Regions from separate parts of the Mus musculus genome. Here regions 2, 3 and 4 are each linked to region 1. Evidence: chromatin contacts called from public ChIA-PET and Hi-C data. All regions are on one chromosome and are shown on one strand. The core of a region is the stretch at or near the end of the contact, and the rest is flanking DNA. Distances in the headings are between cores, read along the strand shown. Region 1 holds the start of Abracl (ABRA C-terminal like). Region 2 has its middle 26 kb from the start of Gm20655. Region 3 overlaps Ect2l (epithelial cell transforming sequence 2 oncogene-like). Region 4 holds the start of Txlnb (taxilin beta).

The links. Hi-C and Micro-C count contacts between places; a contact is called where the count stands out from the background. ChIA-PET counts read pairs in DNA pulled down with a chosen protein or histone mark.
Region 2: a contact with region 1 is called in a Hi-C map of muscle stem cells, with 2.0 times the contacts expected there. The contact joins the enhancer-like site here to the promoter of Abracl in region 1. A contact is called at or near these places in 1 of 39 promoter capture datasets (the 3T3-L1 cell line), 3 of 484 Hi-C or Micro-C datasets (liver, muscle stem cells and myocytes) and 2 of 9 other capture datasets (adipose tissue and pancreatic islet).
Region 3: an RNA polymerase II ChIA-PET map of memory CD8 T cells shows a contact between it and region 1, with 110 read pairs. The contact joins the enhancer-like site here to the promoter of Abracl in region 1. A contact is called at or near these places in 4 of 39 promoter capture datasets (hippocampal neurons, liver and neutrophils), 2 of 15 datasets of contacts at CTCF or cohesin (the NIH/3T3 cell line and embryonic stem cells), 7 of 484 Hi-C or Micro-C datasets (the Ba/F3 cell line, CD4 T cells, the N1E-115 cell line and 4 more), 11 of 115 datasets of contacts at active chromatin or transcription factors (CD8 T cells, bone marrow-derived macrophages, cardiomyocytes and 7 more) and 3 of 9 other capture datasets (adipose tissue, liver and pancreatic islet).
Region 4: a Hi-C map of Sertoli cells shows a contact between it and region 1, with 2.9 times the contacts expected there. The contact joins the promoter of Txlnb here to the promoter of Abracl in region 1. A contact is called at or near these places in 6 of 39 promoter capture datasets (the 3T3-L1 cell line, 3T3-L1-derived adipocytes, cranial neural crest and 3 more), 1 of 15 datasets of contacts at CTCF or cohesin (the NIH/3T3 cell line), 4 of 484 Hi-C or Micro-C datasets (B cells, Sertoli cells, embryonic stem cells and 1 more), 7 of 115 datasets of contacts at active chromatin or transcription factors (the 230-238 cell line, CD8 T cells, bone marrow-derived dendritic cells and 4 more) and 3 of 9 other capture datasets (adipose tissue, liver and macrophages).

Annotation. Positions count from the first base shown.
Region 1 is chr10:18,021,825-18,024,830 of GRCm38.p6, forward strand. Abracl (ABRA C-terminal like) reads right to left here and starts at 1,428. Exons shown (of 3, transcript NM_028440.1): 1 at 1,243-1,428.
Region 2 is chr10:17,859,913-17,862,914 of GRCm38.p6, forward strand. No RefSeq gene overlaps it. Among named protein-coding and RNA genes, the nearest start is that of Gm20655, 26 kb to the left of the region's middle. Within about 2 kb of position 1,374, at least 35 of the 459 cell types and tissues checked have an H3K27ac peak or open chromatin away from gene starts, as enhancers often do. A contact at or near this core is called in muscle stem cells, where this site is marked.
Region 3 is chr10:18,192,123-18,194,822 of GRCm38.p6, forward strand. The region is part of intron 3 of Ect2l (epithelial cell transforming sequence 2 oncogene-like); the gene reads right to left. Among named protein-coding and RNA genes, the nearest start is that of Ect2l, 17 kb to the right of the region's middle. Within about 2 kb of position 1,284, at least 44 of the 459 cell types and tissues checked have an H3K27ac peak or open chromatin away from gene starts, as enhancers often do. A contact at or near this core is called in CD8 T cells, effector CD8 T cells, memory CD8 T cells and 2 more, where this site is marked.
Region 4 is chr10:17,794,824-17,797,592 of GRCm38.p6, forward strand. Txlnb (taxilin beta) reads left to right here and starts at 1,396. Exons shown (of 10, transcript NM_138628.3): 1 at 1,396-1,598. Gm20655 (a long non-coding RNA gene) reads right to left here. Exons shown (of 5, transcript XR_871470.3): 2 at 1-2,769.

The DNA of each region.
Region 1 (3,006 bases), core at 178-2,677:
GAGTGCTTACTAAGGCAGATCATTTACAAAGCAAGAACAGCCTCGCAGTCTGGACCCTTATGAATAGGAAAATAATAGGTTTGCTACTGCAAACCCAACTCAATAGGTTTTAGTCACTTAATATGGGAGGGGAAAAGAGAAGAAAATATTCACATTATACAATAGACCCAGGGCAGTCTAAAAGCCGGAGAGAAACCTCTCTTCGTTGAGAGATCAAGAACAATGAGAGGTCATAGCAAAGCAAACCTAAGAAAATGAGCCTGTCTGCGAGAGGCTGGGCCAGAAGACGGGCAGCGGCAGATGTCAGCCGGGCCTGTCTAACTGTCTCAGATTCTAATTAGGCTGTCTGAGTGGGTCTCACAAGGAGAGGGGCTTGGCACATGCTAGAAAGCTTCATCGATACACATTTGGAAAGGAATGTCAGGAGCCTTCTCTAGTTATGTTTTAAAACTCTAGAGGCAATAGGCCAAGGAAATAAAGCCTTCTAGAGTCGCCTGCTCGGGAACCGACAGCCAACTTTACACGCGAGCTAGGCGGTCTTCCAGCCTCCCTTCTATCACTAACAGCTGGCGCGGGTCAAAGGCTCACCTTCGTCCCTATTCGCTGGTTCCAGCTGACTCCATATTTGGTCATTCCTCCTACAAGTTTGAGGTCTTGCCAAATATGGATCCCCAAATCCTGAGGTCTGTGTGTACCACTCCCTCACTCCTGAACTGCATAGGGCTGCAGAGCCCGGGACCACAAGCGCTTCGTCCCTTTGTCTTCGCAACTCACCCTCCCTCGGTCCCCCACCGTCAGCGCACCCGAAGGCACAGCCCGGGAGCCCCACGAGTCCTACTTTCCCTTCCTCACCTGCCCTCCGCAGTGCAGAGAGCAATGTCATGACACCACTTCATTGCCCCGGGATCCCCCCCCCCAGTCTTTCCGCACCCCGTAACCTCACCCCCAGCCCCCCACCCAACCAAGCTGACGCCAAATGCAAAACCCACACGTTGCACCGCTGCAAACATCGATTGGGGCTGCCCCTCTCCTGGTCCGCCCCCGGCCGGCAAAACGTCACGTGAGCCCAGTGCGGAAGTGTGCTGGCCGAGTGGGGTTCCCGCCAGTGGGGTACAAAGGGCGCGTGTCCAAGGCCCCTCTAGCTGTACCGCGGCACCCCGAGGTCCTTACCCTCCACCCGGGGCTCAGACTTCCCAGACGTCGGGTCCAGCTTTCCCCCAGCGCCTTCCAGGACTAGCTCACCTCTCCGATTGCTTCCTTCTTCACGGAAGAGCTGCTGCTGCGTGGGTCTGAACCCTGTACTCGGCTTCCGCGCCCTGGGGAGGAACAGGCAGAAGAAGGAAGTGGCCCGGGCTAAGAGAAAGGCTGCAGTGGAGGAGGGAGGGGACAAGGAGAGGCGTAGGGGGCAAGTAAGACTAAGTGCTGTCTGGAAAGGGGCCGCCCATTCTCCCGGGACACGCCTAGGAGGAGGAAACCCGCGCCAACGCCAAAGCTGGAGGCAGGTTTCTAGGAATGCACACACAAAGTACCATCACCTCTCTCGTCCTACTCGTCAGGACCCACAGCCTAATGCATCTTCATTTCCTGACAGAGTATCTTACCCAACAAGAGAAAAAGCTCCCCCAGCGTGCTAAATTCTGAGATCTCCTAGGAAAACAGAGCCTCACGTGGGTTCTGTATGCAGAGCATTAGGCTCAAGACAAATAATAATAATAATAAAGTAAAAAAGACTCAATTTGCAAACACCTTCATTCTTCAAGGCCAGGTCTACCGATTTTGATTCTAGATCTTGAGACGGAATACATTTGTTTCGCTTCATTGTTTCCTACATTTCATTGACCATTCAAATCATTCAAATTCTTTTTATTTCCATCGTATGTACTTGCCCTACCCAGAGTTTTGAAAAAGAAACTCAACTTAAATTATTGTATAGGAATTGTAAATGTAATCATGAGGGAAATTTCTCTTCCCACCCCCAATTAATTACGAGTGTCCAAGTGTCCAAGTCATTGGTGACGTCCTCCGTGGAGGCAGGAAGATCTCTGTGAACTCCGGGTCAACCTAGTGAGTTTCAGCCCCCCCACCCCCCGCAGCCCCCACACACACTCACAAATGTGGCCTAGTCTTTGTCAACCTCATCAAACAGCAGCCACTCCACAACAATGGTGAAACTGATCATTTGGACCAATCAAATCTCCCTTGGAAATTGAAGGTGGTACAGGTAGAGAATGAGCCATCTGGGTGAGGCTGGAAAAGGCCAGGTCAGACAGAGGCCCAAAATGGACTTTCATTGAGCAAGAAAGTTGACTTTGTGCAGAAACCAGGAAGGGGGGGGGGGGTAGAGAATGGAGAGAGGTGGAGCGGGGGAGGGGCTAAGGAGGGAGAGGGGCAGGGTGGGAGAAGGGGAGGGGAGGGGGCAGAAGAGGGAGAAGGGAGAGAGAGAGAGAGAGAGAGAGAGAGAGAGAGGAGAGAAGAGAGAGGAGAGATTGGGAAGGTGGGTGGAGACTGGTGGAGGCCTTGGGGAAGTCCAAGGACAATCTGTGAGAAGCTAAAAATGTAATAGTCAGAAAGACCTGTTTTCAGGGGATGTGAGAGTAGCCAGGTCCCCTAAGCTGTGCAGGGTCCATGCTCTCCCCAAGCAGTGGCCTAGTTGCCCTACAGGATCAAGGTTTGCCATGTGAATGTGAACCTGAGTGGTTAGCTGTCCTGTAACTGTTGTCAAACTTACAAAATCTTCTAAGTAAGGACTGTAAGATCCTTCAAGGCCTCTTTTTTTCCTCTCAGAAGGGAGCTGAAAATTTATAGTTTATGTCTTTTAAAATGTGTTGGGAGCCGCGCCCACATTCGCCGTTACAAGATGGCGCTGACAGCTGTGTTCTAAGTGGTAAACAAATAATCTGCGCATGTGCCGAGGGTGGTTCTTCACTCCATGTGCTCTGCCTTCCCCGTGACGTCAACTCGGCCGATGGGCTGCAGCCAATCAGGGAGTGACACGTCCTAGGCGAA
Region 2 (3,002 bases), core at 124-2,623, 160 kb before region 1:
GGCAAGATTTTATCGAAAGGACCCAGATGTAGCTGTCTCTTGTGAGACTATGCCGGGGCCTAGCAAACACAGAAGTGGATGCTCACAGTCAGCTAATGGATGGATCACAGGGCTCCCAATGGAGGAGCTAGAGAAAGTACCCAAGGAGCTAAAGGGATCTGCAACCCTATAGGTGGAACAACATTATGAACTAACCAGTACCCCAGAGCTCTTGACTCTAGCTGCATATGTATCAAAAGACGGCCTAGTCGGCCATCACTGGAAAGAGAGGCCCATTGGACACGCAAACTTTATATGCCCCAGTACAGGAAAGATAAACTTTTAAAACACTTTTGTTACAAATGGAATCCCCAAATCTCCAAGTAGAGAGCACTCTCCTGAAAATGAATGCTCTCTAAGAGTACGTGACTATTTTTTGTGTGTGTATAAGTCTATGCATGAGTGTGTATCATATGTGCTGCTGCATATGTGTAGTTCTGTGCAAGTATGCATGTAGTTGTTCATGAATGTTTGTGGCCAGATGTGGCCCTATATATGCATAAAAATTAACATTTATATAAGTATGTATAGCTATACTTTTGTATACAGTGTGTCTGTGAGTGTGTGTGTGTGTGTGTGTGTGTGTGTGTGTGTGTGTGTGTCAGAGTATATGTGTGAGTGTGTATGTGTGTGTGTGGACATGAATATGTGTTGGGGAGGGGGACTGAAAGCTCACCTTTGAAGGTGTGATTTGGATCCTGTGGTTAATGGGTTGTTTTCAGAGGATCACATCTTGCTGCCCTTTGATTTGCTCAATAAATCCTCCTTGGCTTACAGCTTCACAAAGCTTACTGGGTTTGTTTGGTTTGGTTGCTTTTCTTTCTTGTGTTGTTGGCTATCTACCTTCTGAACAAACAGGCAGATGGGTGAGGCCACAAGTACGGTGGAGCTGTTTGTTACATCATTGCACATGCCACAAGCCCACAGTGACAACTACCACAGATGCACAGCTCTCGTCCCCAGGAAGGCACAGAGTATGTCTTGAGAAATTCTCTATGCCATTCCTCACAGAGACCTACAGCTGGAGCAAGGAGCAGGGGGCTTCTGGCAAGCAAGCTATCTTCATGTCTGTCTTCCTTGGGGAGAGAGAAGCTCAGCCTTGGTTACAGTCTCTTACCCTAGTGACAGTGTTAAAGTCCAAATTACAGTCTCTTCAATCTCTCTGCCTCACTACCCTGCAGTTATAACCAAACCCCTGAATAGTAACACTGAATAGTAACAATGTTTCCCTAAACTAAAAGCCAAAGAGAAATGGTTTTAATCCATTTATGCTTTAATCAGTGAGTCAGAAAGTGGCAAGCCAGAGTTTATTGCAAATCGTACCAGCAATCTGTCATCTTCGTGACTCATTCTTTCTGTGGGGAGATTTTTTGCTGTGATACAATTCATCTCCTAAAAATATCTAGTATTGACTGGCTGTACTTTCACAGCTGGATCTGGCTGCTTCTCTGACATTATTAAGGGACGGATATAAGAATCTTCTAACTCAATCAGGGAGTAATTTAAAGCAATGTCTCTAGCCCGCCATTCAAGGAATTGATTATCTTCTAGAGATATGGGGAGAAAATCTAAATAAACAATAAACAAAATGAAAATACAATAACAAAGATTGAGAAAACATCAGTGTCCAGAATGCACATAGAAATATTACCGAGTGTTAAACAAAGCAAACCAGTCAGAGGAAAGCGTGCAGACAGTGGATCCACGCACAGGAGATGTGTTGTCTGTAGACAGTGAAAGCGTTAGTAAAACAGACTACCAGGCTGACTGCTTATTTTTCTTTACTTCAATCCTAAATAACGCCAGTGGTAAAGCTGCCTTCTTAACAGAGACCATCATGTTTGCAGGTGCCCTCAATACCATTTGTAAGATCTCTGCCACATAGGACAAAGTGTAGAAGAAATATAAATGAGTAAAAGGCGCCAGATACTATCACTTTTGTTCATTAGGCTAAAGAAATTTCAAATGTTGATAACATCTAATATCATCGAGGATGATGGCAAATATTGGTAATGACATAGAGTGTTGGTGAGAGTTAGGTTTTCTCTCTATTGCTTGTCCAGTTGTAGTTTATTCAAGAAGTGGACAATTTGACCAAGTCTCTGGTATGCAAAATTGAAAATTACTTAGCACACAGTACACATATGGTATCTGCATCCCATCCTCAAAGGAAGTTTTTTGCCCAGGTTCCCTTCAGTGTGAATGGGACTGTCAATCATAGAGCCCCTCTGCTACTCTCAGTTCTGTCTCAGGGCTAAAATACTACAGCAGAACACCTGATAAGGTATTTCACTCAGAGACAGTGGCAGCTGCAGAATTCCCACAGAAGATGTTCTTAAAAACTCAACTCAAAAGGGTGGAGAGATGGTTCAGTGGTTAAGAGCACTTGCTGATCTTGCAGAGGATAAGGATGTGGGGGGATTGTAGTGGGGGGATGATAGTGGGAGCAGTAAAAGATCCACCTAGCATCTCAGGTTTCTCTTCCTCTTCTCCAGAGGAACTCTCCTTCATGAATGCTTTCTTTGCCTATATATGCATGTGTGTGGTAGTAGGTGTGTTTTATGTTTTGTAAAAGCATTTTGTGTCTGACCTCTTTTGCTAACACACACACACACACACACACACACACACACACACATATATATGTATGTATATATATATATATATATATATATATATATATATATATATATATATATAAAATAGTCACCTATATTTTGTCTTACAGGAGTAGTTTGTTCATTTTCATTGTCACATACAAATCTATGCCACAATTTATCCATTATTTATCCATTATTGATGTTTAAATTCATTACAACAACTATTTAAGCTGTTTCCAAAGAAAGGGAGTCAATGGGCTACAGAAGGTCTCTCTGCAACTACAATAGATGATAGCAGTTTCCCAAGGAAATTATGTCAATCTGTCCAGATATTAGTGTGCAAGAATGCCAGTTGCTTCCTGT
Region 3 (2,700 bases), core at 34-2,533, 170 kb after region 1:
TGGTCGTTTTAGGAAAGCTCGTAGCTCTGATGAACTCCTTGGACAACGTGTGTGGGTCTGATGGGCTCTTTCACATCTGTGTGACTGCTAAATGCTTTTTGCCTCATTCTGGAGAGCTCAGATGACCCAAGACAACTTAGACTCCCTAATCAGGGCAGCTTCAAAACTTAGGACTCGATGATGTCATCACGGGGCCAGGATTCCTACATTTCAACTTTGTCATCCTCAACCTGTGCTCCTCCGTCTTGTCCCCTGAAATGTTTTCCCCAAGGACTAATTTGAGCAATAAATCTTCACACAACAGAGACCATGGGGTGGGAGAGGGCCCATGCACATCCTTACGCTCCTGCTAAAGTATAAGATGGGGGGGGGGAAGCACCCCGAGAAACTCTGCAGACATTGCTAACATCTCTTGGGCAGAATTACTGTCAAAAGGGCCTCTCTTCCACCAAACACTCTCAGGAATGAATTCAATCCAATCCTGAGATGCCTTCAACCTTCAGGCCCCTGGGTGTGCAGTAATCAGCAATACTCGGGCATTTAATACCAGAGTGGGATTGTGGGCAGAGAAAAGAGAAACAACAGAATGGCTCTGGTGGGAAGGTAATGAAGTATGTAAAGCCTCGGTGGAAATGGAGAAGAGACAAGGGACGATTTCCGTAGCAGAATTTTCCCTGTCCTATCACTGTATATATTAGTACAACAAGAAGCCTGTGATTGGACATGGAAAAGAGACATAAGAGTTGCAGAGACAGAGAAGGAGGAGACAGGTAGAGGAAGGAAGGAAGATGGAGCAGGAGGAAGACGATCCAGATTCTGTGTGGCTTTAAGTAGCCACAGGTAGCTGTGACTATAAGAGGAGGATAGAATAACTGGGGTAATTTGTCTAATCTAGGTGGACCGCTTGTATCATTAATTGTCTCTGAAATTACTGTGTGGGCATCTTGTGAATTGAGAATGTATTGATATATAAATCTGACTGATTCATTATAAGATTCTAGAGTTTTGATTTACTGGGTTACTGGAATTTGGGACCATCAGCCACAGGGGTTTATGGCTGAGAAGGTACAGGAGGCTAGGAGGCTGGCAAACTGAAGAAGGGAAGACTGCCTAGCTAGAGGCGGCTCGAGACCACAGGGCGGAGAGTAGCTGGGTGTAGCTCGGGAACTTGCCATTCTTTTAAATATTTCCCACAACAGTTTCCTGCCTTCCACATCAATCACACTCTCCTGTACACTGGAGATGTACTGCGGCTAGCTCTCGACATAAGAGCAGTTTAGACAAACAAGGTACCGTAGGTGATAACATCACGTGTGTGGTGGTTCTACGTGATTCAGGGAGACTTTAAACACAATAGAACTGAGCCACTGAGAATGTAGGGACTGAGAACTTCCATGCAAGACTTGCTTAACACGTCCACTGGTCTCCACCTCTCCCCCTACACGACAGCTTCAGGAGTCTGGTTTCCCCTTTGCTTTTAAACTTAACCATTTCTTGTTTGGGAGGAGCCTAGAGAGATGGCTCAGTGGTTAAGGGCTCTGAGTGCTTTTACAAAGGGACAGGCTCTGTTCCCAGCACCTACGTGGTGACTCACAAATGCCTGTAACTCCAGTCCCAGAAGATTCAATACCCTCTTGGGACCTCTGAAGGCAATACACATTTGTAGTACACAAACATATATGCAGGTAAACATACCCATATATATATAAAATAAATATAGATAAATAAACTTGCAGGTTTTTTAATAGCTTCATCAATCCCTACAAAACGTCTCAGCCGTGAATGAGGATATTTTATGATTGCTCTAATGGTGTAGAGCGTTGGCGGATGCTCAGAACATGGTCCTTAGTGGGAAGGAAGAGACAAAATGACCCAAACTTCCAGACTCTCTGCCTGTCCAGATACAATAGTTGGCAGTACAGAGGTACGCCTTGTCTCTGAACACTGCCTGCTCCTTTTCTGACAAAGTTCTACCTTCTCAGCTCCCGAGCCTTCTCCTTTGTCCATCTGGGTGGGCTCCTTGGTAGAATCTAGTCTTAGCAAAGAACATTGCTAAGTCATTTCAGAACAAATCCCAACGCTTGATACTTGATCACCCTGGAAATCTGATCGGGTTCCTGATCCTTCGGTGTTTGGAGGAAGAGGGGAGGGAAGGTGTCTGATCTTCTGCCTGTCTCCAGCAGGAGCCTGCTAGCTTCGTTTAGACAGAATCCCCTCGCCTCATGGTGATTTCCAGCCACTCTGCTCTGTCCTTGGCTAGAATTTTTACCTTGCCCATGTCTTCAGTTCAAGTCGCATCCTTCCCTGGTGACAAAGCCCACAGCAGTGATGGCGCTAGCAAGGTCCTGAAGAGTCTGTTCTCGTTCTGCTTTGGTGTTATACCATCCCTGGGCGATGCTTGTTCTTAAAACAACGTCCCATTGCCACGTGCAAATGCTCTCCTTTAAAATGAGTTTCCAAACTCAAGGAGATGCTGCTGCGCTGGGCTCTAATTGAAGCTGGAAGTATGTTGTCTCTGAAAAACTTCACAGCCAGGTTTCTTGACAGACTACACCAAGTGAGATTTCCTCACCCAACGGCTTGCAGGGGCCACACGGAAAGAGTAAGTGAGTGGATTAGAGAGGACATGGGTGTTCTTAGTATACAGGGATGCGTGCGTTGTCCTGCCCCTGCCCACCCCCACGTCCATTCTGCTCTGGT
Region 4 (2,769 bases), core at 146-2,645, 230 kb before region 1:
CAGTATTTAATATTTAATAAAGCTAGCTTTAATTTGCCCGGAGCTGGTGGACTTGGGGTTTTTTCTCTGGCAAATCCCAGGATTAACAGTCACTGCAGTGTCTCTGTCAGAGTTTCTCCTTCTCAGGCTGCTTCTTCCCATCATGCCTTTCCTGCACCCCTTTTCAGCCCTTTCTGTGATTGTGACTTACAGCACCCCGAGCTCAGGAAGTAGGGAAGCACTTGGGAGTGGGGTGCACGTTAGCTTCCGTTTCATTCCCTTTAACAATCTGACACTGAGGTAGAGGCTTTTTAAAAAACGTGAACTTACTCCTTTACAGTGCTGGAGGTCAAAGTCCAAAATGAGTTCCATGGGGTCTGAGGTGAAGCTGTTGGTGTGGCTGCATCCCTCTGGAGGCTTGAGAGAAGAGTGTTTTGTTGCCTTCCCAGCTTCTAAGGCTTCTTATGCTCCTCGACGCAGGACCTTACTCCATGACACACCCCACTTAGATCGACAGATCTGATCTGATTCTCAGCCTGCTTGCCTCATTTATAAGGACTCTGTGATTAGTGGTCACCCTCAGATCATTCTAGATGACTCTCCACCCCACAATCCTTGACCACATCTGCAAGTCCCCTCTACACGTAAAGTGCCAGATTCAAGGGCTGGATGTCTTTGGGGTGACTAAATTCTCAGAGATGCTGTGCCAAGACTAAATCTGTTTTGGTAAAACATGGAAATACATTCCCCAGAAAGCTTAAGGCACCCATGAATGGCTATGAGTTAGGAGGAAGCTAACAAGCTAATCCTTGTTTCTTTTACACAGGATATTAAGCCGTTCCTCTGACTGTCCTGGAAGTCACCATATTGACCAGGCTGGCCTTGAAGTCACAGAGAGCCACCTACCTCTGCCTCTAGGCCCTAGGAAGGCATTTTTAGGATGAACAAGCTGATGAGATGTCAGCTCTGGACACAGCACACATGCAAAGACTACCTAAACCACAGTTCCAAAAGCCACCTAAATGTGCATTTCAAACTTTGCAAAAACAATAGTAACAACCACAAGAAAGCAGTGTCCTCAGAATTAGTGTCTCTGCCACTTCTCCTGTGCTGTGCCACACCGCATCTTTGGTGGTTCCTAAAAGAAACCTGATACTAACTAATCCAGGGTTGAATCATAAACCCCACGGAGATAAACCAAGAAATAAAAACACTCCTGATGTGTTCCAAAATAACAACAATGTCAGAAAACCGCACCAGGAGGCCATTCATCTGGGTTTGAATTTTAAAGAGGGCTAAACATGGAGAGTCTCACAATTCACCAGCTGCTTTTCTTTCAAAGGATACTCCCCTGGCGACACCTACTGAAGCACAGGCAGACTTCTTTCTTGCTGCGTCACGGGTGTTTCCTTCCCCGCCCCCTCCTTTTGTGGGCGTGTGTGTGTGTGTGTGTGTGTGTGTGTGTGTGTGTGTGTGTGTGTGTGCAGTTTCTCCCTCCTTGTAAGAACTCAGCCCTGCTGCCTGTTCCTGCTGCTGCTGCTGCTGCTGCTGCTGCTCCTCCTCTGACTCTACCACCTCTTTCCTCTCTTTTCTCTTCCTGCTTAGCTCCCTTCCTTCTGGTAAGTATGACAAACACTTCCCCAAGCCCTGAGGGGCAGCCTGTAGCCTGTAGTCTGTAGTGTTCAAAAGTTACAGACGCCAGCAAATGGTAGAAGGGCTTTCCATTGTTCAACTTCACAAGACAGCGGGTGGATCAGGAAGGGATGGTGCGTGTGCGTGTGTGAGCAGCCACAGCTAGCACAGGGGAAACATTCCTCCTTCCCGGAGGGGCACAGAGCCAATAAAGTTTGTAAAAGACAGATTTTAGAGTTTCTTTGTGAGAAGAAACTTTGCTACAAAAAGGACGATTTTAAGGTTCTTTGACTTTGTTTATATTTGGTTTTCCTTCTTGTTAGTTTGTTCTGAGGTGTCTTAAAGAAGTAAATTGTCCTCTAAACAAAATAGGTTACTGTTTTAAAAGAAGGTTGGAGTTTGGAGATACTGCACATCAGTGGAGCATTTGAGGTGCTGAGACTGACACACACACACACACACACACACACACACACACACACACACACATCAACTAATGTGGAACAGGAATTTAAAGAATATCCATAGACCTAAGCTTGAATAGATCACGTGAACATTTTCATGTAGCCTAACCACAGTAAAATGCCCGTGGACTGTTTGAAATAACTGCTTTGAACTTTGATTGACTTCAGATCTCACCCAATGATAATCTCCCCTACACTTAAAAGTTCACATATGGATTCAAACCAGTAAATGGTCACAATTTTTAGTCTGACTGAGAGCCTATTCTCTTGACTTTAGGGATGAAGGGCTAAATGTCAGAACTCATTTTAGAAGAACTTAAAATAACTTCTGGCAGGGCAGCAGGTGACACGTGTCTCTCTGTGTGCTTGGGGGAGGCAGGAGTTATATATAGCAGAGAGCATGGCGAGCGGAGGTCAGGCTCTCGATTGCAGTGGTGGAGACGCAGCCACATTGTGTGATAACCAAGTGATTGAATTAAAAGGAATGACCTTCCTCCTAAGTCCTGGGGGAGCCACAGGTGGGTGGGGACTGTCTCCACACTGTGTCTTCCACTCTCGGGTTGGCAGTCAAGTGTTCAACACCTACTACATTCAAGTGCTTGACACTTGCCCTAAAAATGAGCCAAGGAAGCTATGCAGTTGATAACACAGCATGTTTTTGTTTCCACTGACATGCCAACACAACCGCACGACC